2 separate regions of the Gossypium arboreum genome follow, and region 1 is linked to region 2. A link is a contact called in public Hi-C data. All regions are on one chromosome and are shown on one strand. The core of a region is the stretch at or near the end of the contact, and the rest is flanking DNA. Distances in the headings are between cores, read along the strand shown. Region 1 holds the start of LOC108486201 (ADP-ribosylation factor GTPase-activating protein AGD3-like). Region 2 holds the start of LOC108476525 (sterol 14-demethylase-like).

What was found. Hi-C and Micro-C count contacts between places; a contact is called where the count stands out from the background.
Region 1: a contact with region 2 is called in a Hi-C map of leaf, with 2.0 times the contacts expected there. The contact joins the promoter of LOC108486201 here to the promoter of LOC108476525 in region 2. A contact is called at or near these places in 2 of 5 Hi-C or Micro-C datasets (both in leaf).

What each region holds. Positions count from the first base shown.
Region 1 is chr3:8,942,573-8,945,662 of ASM2569848v2, reverse strand. LOC108486201 (ADP-ribosylation factor GTPase-activating protein AGD3-like) reads right to left here and starts at 1,346. Exons shown (of 20, transcript XM_017790101.2): 1 at 936-1,346; 2 at 237-651.
Region 2 is chr3:8,641,756-8,644,650 of ASM2569848v2, reverse strand. It overlaps LOC108476525 (sterol 14-demethylase-like), which reads left to right and starts at 1,433. Exons shown (of 3, transcript XM_017778748.2): 1 at 1,433-1,815; 2 at 2,148-2,632. The coding sequence starts at 2,171.

The sequences.
Region 1 (3,090 bases), core at 97-2,596, 300 kb before region 2:
AGATTTTGATTAGAGGAAGTGGAGGTTGTTTTTAAGGGTGAGAGCCTTGGGAATTGAGAGAGTGAGTGAGTGAGGAAGAAACTAAAACAAAAAGGAAAAAGAAAAAGAAATTAATTAGTCCATTTTCCATACATTAAACCTAAAAAATGTCCATAACATGCGTGAAGGTGAGACACAAAGACAACTTAGATAAAAGCGAAAACACACAGACATAATTAGCCCTTCCCTTCCCTTACTTTTTTTTCCTTTTAATCTACGATTTCGTTTGGTGGAGCCAAAATTTTTAACAGCGTGCTGTGGATACCAAAACCTACGTCGTCGTTTCGAGGATGTTCTTGAAAACGGCGTTACGACTGTGTGTTTCTGACAGGAGCTACCTTCCTTACCCCTCCCTCATTCAGAGAGAAAAAAAAGGGAAAAGAGAAAGGTGAAGAGTGCAAGTGGAGAAGCGTGTAATGAAATATCTACTTTTTGAAGTTTGAATTGGTGGGAGATTGGAAAATAACGCGCCATGAGCGAGTGGTAGTAGATCATAGAAACTGAAAGATGCTTCTGTCTCGCTAACTCAGCAATCGAGGAAGCGGGACCCAAACTAGAACTACTCTCTTTCCTCTTCCATTTTGATTTTCTTGCTCCGGTCGGTCCCGTCACCTGCCAAATTTTAATTATCATTCTTTTTGGATAATTGAACGCAATCTGCATAGATTACATTTCCATCCATTGTATTCATATATGTTCCAAATCTTAATTAATCATAATAATTTTTTATAAATTCGAATATTTATTCTTTCTAAATGTAAATTTCTCTGAGACTTGGTGGTGATCAAAATATCTAGCATATATATTATGAATCGGTGGAAAGAGAGGAGGGCGAAGGGTGGGGACCTGAAAATTAAAATTGTAATGGAAAGGCAACCAAGAAATTTCAGCCTTACTTGAGCACAGTTACTCAACTCATCACCGCCCCCAAAATATCTGCAACAATTGAACATGACATTTGTTGTGGGCATTTTTGTTCTGGGCAGTCGAGATGATAGATCCTCTCCTCTGCTCTTTGAGACAGTATTTCTTGGGACCTAAATTTGCTTTTCGTCCATCATATGTTAAGTTCTATATTTCGGGATAGCATTTCTCGAGCTTTGTTAGTGGGATATGAGAACATGTTTGATTGGGATTTTTTCCTTTTTGGTATGACAGTCATTTTATTCGAGCTAAAAAGATGGAGGCTCTTGATTGCTTTGCCGACTATTTTACCTATTTTCATGGATTCTTATAAAAGGTGATGGTCATGCTTGCTAGAATGTAGCAACGAGCTACTTTATCAAATTTCTTTCAACGTTTTCTAGTCTCGGCTTCAGTGATCGGAGAACAATTATTATCAATAACTGTTTTAGTTTGTTACAGTTCATGATAATCATGAAATTCCTGTTGTATTCCTTATTTTCATTCAGTTTGTTCTTTGTCACAGCTCATAACAATTATGAAGTTCCTATTCTATCCCTTAGTTATTTTCATTCAGTTTGTTGTTACTAAGTATGTTTAGTAAGTGAATAAGTATCATTTTCAAATTAAAAATAAAATATTCATTAATTAATATTTTTGTATTAAACAAATATTTGAAAAGCCTTTTGCAATATTTAATATGCATTAAGATGATGCATACGTTTAAATTAAATCTTGAAAATATTTGTAAGTCGTTGCAACGATAATTCCTACAAACATTGAATTAAGTCACATTGGGGTAATATTAATCAACTAGTAAGAACATGAATTTCCATCTAATTAATACGTGAACCTAATTTCTTAAGTATTCACACGTACTAATAATTGCTTCGCATTTGGCCATCATTCTAACTTTAGTAGATCTTTGTGGGAAGTTACTTAATTAGAATGATGTTTAGTGTATAACCATTAAATCAACACCCATCACATCATGTACCAAAAATGAGTCGTCTTGGGACAATCTCAGCGAGTAACATGTATGATTAGTTGTAATATCCCTAAACCGAGTCTAATAGTTTTGAGTATATTTTTCGAGTTCCTAGCGTGAAACTAGGAATTTATGGGGCTTCTAGTAATTTTTAATTTAATTTAGAAGGTTAATTTCATCTAAAATCAATTAAACAATAAGCTGAAAAAATAAAAATATTTTTGGAAAATTAATTTTAAAGTAATTGAATAATTATTAGTGAAAATAATTATTTGGATCGAAAAATATTTTAAATAATTTTTATTGGGGTTAATTTAAGTTAAATTTAAATATTAATTAAATTAGATTAAATTGTAAAATAAGGAAATTTTGGAGTACTTATTTGGCAAATAAACCTTAAAATTTGAAATTTTTTAGGGAAATAATCAATTGGCAAAGTAAGGGAAATGTGGGAGTAGCAATTAGGCAAATTCCCCAAATTTTAAATTTTTGGTGAGTTGTTTCAGTTTTAAGCACAATGCATCTAACCTGCTTTTCACACCATTTACATAAAATTAGAAAGTTATAAAATTAGTTTTCTTTGCATGGTTTTAAAGATCTATTATCAAATAATAGATCCAGCCAATTTTCTTTTCAAAATACACTCTCAATTCATCCGAAATTATTTTCAAAAGTAGCTAAGAATATTCTAAAATTTCTCAAGTTTCTTAAATCAAGATTTTCAATCAACGAATCTAGAGCGAATCAAAGGTAATCTTCAATCCTAAACTTGTTTTTATGAAGATTAAAAATATTTTTACATGATTTGAGAGTCAATTAAATGATTTTTATCAATGTCATCTTCTTCTAAAAACACATGGTTCTTTAATAGTGGATCTTGAATTTTGAGAGGAAATTCGTCAATCAATGGATGTTTCAACTCAAAATGGATCTATTAAAAGGTTTTTGGTATTATTTATCAAGATTAAACATGATTTTTGAGGTAATTTGAAGAAATGTTAATTTCATCATCTTCATGAACCGATTTTCTGAATTTTTGTGAAATTGATTTAAATGTGAAATTGATGCTTAGTATATGTGTATTTGGTCTAGTATTGATGTTTGTAAGTGATTAGGAGGGCTAGAGAGATCAATTTTGTGAGGAATCCAGTTTTTGACTT
Region 2 (2,895 bases), core at 184-2,683:
CCTTTTTATCCTTGAAAGTTTCTTTATCAATCTTATTTTTTTTTTCAGATTTGGCAGCCAAGTTCTGCTGATAACGGGGAAGAAATACCTCTGCCAAATTCATTAAAATATTTATAATAAAATGTTGGAAGATAAATTTTAATATTTTATTAAATAAATTTATAAATTCACATATTTTAATAATTTTATATAAGTAAAATAATTTAAAAACTTCTATTATATATTAATTCTAATATGGTGTCCTTAATAGTCATTTTTATTTTCACCTCACCGCTACAACTGCGTTTGAATCCAAACACACACTCCATCATTGTTTCTAATCTCACCGCTACAGTATCCAATATTACCGCTACAGTAACTAATCTCACTGCCATCGCTGTTTTTAACCTCCCCGGAGGTAAACACACCCCATCTAACTTAAGCCTAGGAGGGATTGACTAGTGAGTGGCGTGGGTGCCTAGGGAGTAGTGTTTTATTTTTTATTTTTTCCTTTGCTCTTTTAATTACCATTTTTTTTCCTTTTGGGCCGAAAATTACAAATGTTTTGGGCTTTATGGTTTTGAGTTGGTTGGGCTTTTTATTTTTCAGCTTGGTCCAGGCAATACAAACCCAAATTTCCCAAAAACAGTCCAAATGGTTTTTAGTTACTCTCTGGATCAGTCTATTGGTCTATAACATCATTGATATGGAGTCAACAACCATGGTAACAATCAAAACTTTTAAGGTTAAGGCTTAAATGCAACATCTAGAGATCTCCGATCAGAGATCCAAGCAATCTGGTGACTGAGACTAAAAGCGACAAGACGGAGTGGGGATGTGTTTGGACTCCAGGTGTCGGACGAAAGCTGAAAAGGGGCTGGCGTGTGACAACATTAGAGGATGGTGGACTAAATCAATAAAGGCGCAAGACAAGGAGAATGAGACACGATGCAGGCGAAATTTAAATGCTGGGCCATTGAGCAAAAAAGCTACTTTAAAAAACAAAAGCTCAAAGACTGATGAAAGGAGGAAGTTGAGCACCAATAAGGAAATAAAAGACTACCCAGGAGTTGCAAAACATGGTTTTAAAAATTAGATCAATAATCGAATCAGTTATATCATCATGTATCAATTAAATAAATTATTTAAAATTTATAAAAAATTTACACAAAATTTGGTTAAATTTCTAAATCTAAATAAATATATTAATTAATTTTCGATTTAATTGATACAATTAACGGAAACGAGAGATGTCTGTCTTCCAGAAACTAAAATCTTGATTGTTAGGATGAATTTGGATTTAATTAATTGGGATGAATCAAGTTGGTTGATTTGATATTGGGATCTTGAGTTTTCTAATTTGGGTCTGACACCTCCCACTTACCCTAAATTTGTTCCTTTGCCCTTAATTATGTATCAAATTTCTTTCCTCCCGACTTCTCACGTGTTATCGTATGCAACCAAACAAAACAGCAAGGATTATAAATTTTGCAACCAAAGTCCTCTCGTCCAATTATAAGACCCCACGTCAACGTCAAAACTGCCCCTTTGGCTTTGGTGACCCACAGGTTTTACCAGAATCAACGAGCGCCCATGCAACTCGGCCTCCCAAACCGGCTCCGGACAAATCACGGCTCGGTTCGATTATATAAACACTCCTTACTTCCACTAATCCCTCACTAAAACCAACTTTGTCTAACCATTTTTCTCGGTGCTGAGAAATTCAGAGAAGAAAAATGATTCTCCCAGTTTGTTACTTTTCTCTTTAATCTACGTGACTCTCTCTTTCTGTTCCTTTTTCTTTGCCGATCTCCTGCATTCTGAATCTCAAATTAGGTACTTAATCTTCATTTTTTAGCTTTAATCTCTTCGTTTTTTATCTTTAATTTCTTGGGTTCCTACATTATTTGTAAGGTTTATTTTCTTACATTTTGGTTAACTTTCATTGGATTCTCCGTCACATTCTTGTTGATTTTCCTGCAAAAAATAATTTTATATAACGAAAGATTGCTACAACGATTTAGGCTTTTGCTTTTCTTTTTCAGTGACTCATGTTAGTCAAACGTTTGACTAACAGTATTGATTAAAGATTCTTCTCCTTAGCTTAATTTTTATATTTAAGTTTTACAATTATTACTTTTATTTGATTTTCAGCTGATTACTGATAGGAAATTATCAAATCCGAGGCACCATGGAAGCAGACGACAAGTTTTTGAACATGGGTATTCTCATAGTTGCCACTCTAGTAGTGGCCAAACTCATATCGTTCCTCATAATGCCCAGATCTAAGAGGCAGGTGCCGCCAGTAATCAAAAGCTGGCCTGTAATTGGTGGGCTCCTTCGATTCATGAAAGGGCCCATCGTGATGATCCGGGAGGAGTACCCAAAGCTCGGCAGTGTTTTCACGTTGAACATGTTTAACAAGAAGATAACTTTCTTGATCGGACCTGAGGTTTCAGCACACTTCTTTAAGGCTTCAGAATCAGACCTCAGCCAACAGGAAGTTTATCAGTTCAATGTGCCGACTTTCGGCCCTGGTGTGGTGTTTGATGTGGATTACTCAATAAGGCAAGAGCAGTTCCGGTTCTTTACGGAGGCCCTTCGAGTTAATAAACTTAAGGGTTATGTAGATCAGATGGTTACTGAAGCTGAGGTGAGTAGTTTGCTATGAATTTGGTTCGTGTTGTGCTTGTTTATATATTGTGCATTATTGGATGATCCCGTATCTGACCCCTCATAAAGAAGCGACAACAATTCCATAGTATCTGACTAGGGAAAATGAAGTTTTACCTGACATGGAGTTTGCATTTATGTTTTCGAGTAAATTGTAGTTTGGTGGGTGATAAACGAATCCAGTTAAGTAAAATTGGTTTGTTTGTTTCATTGTGGAATGTGGATTATGTGAAATACAAGCTG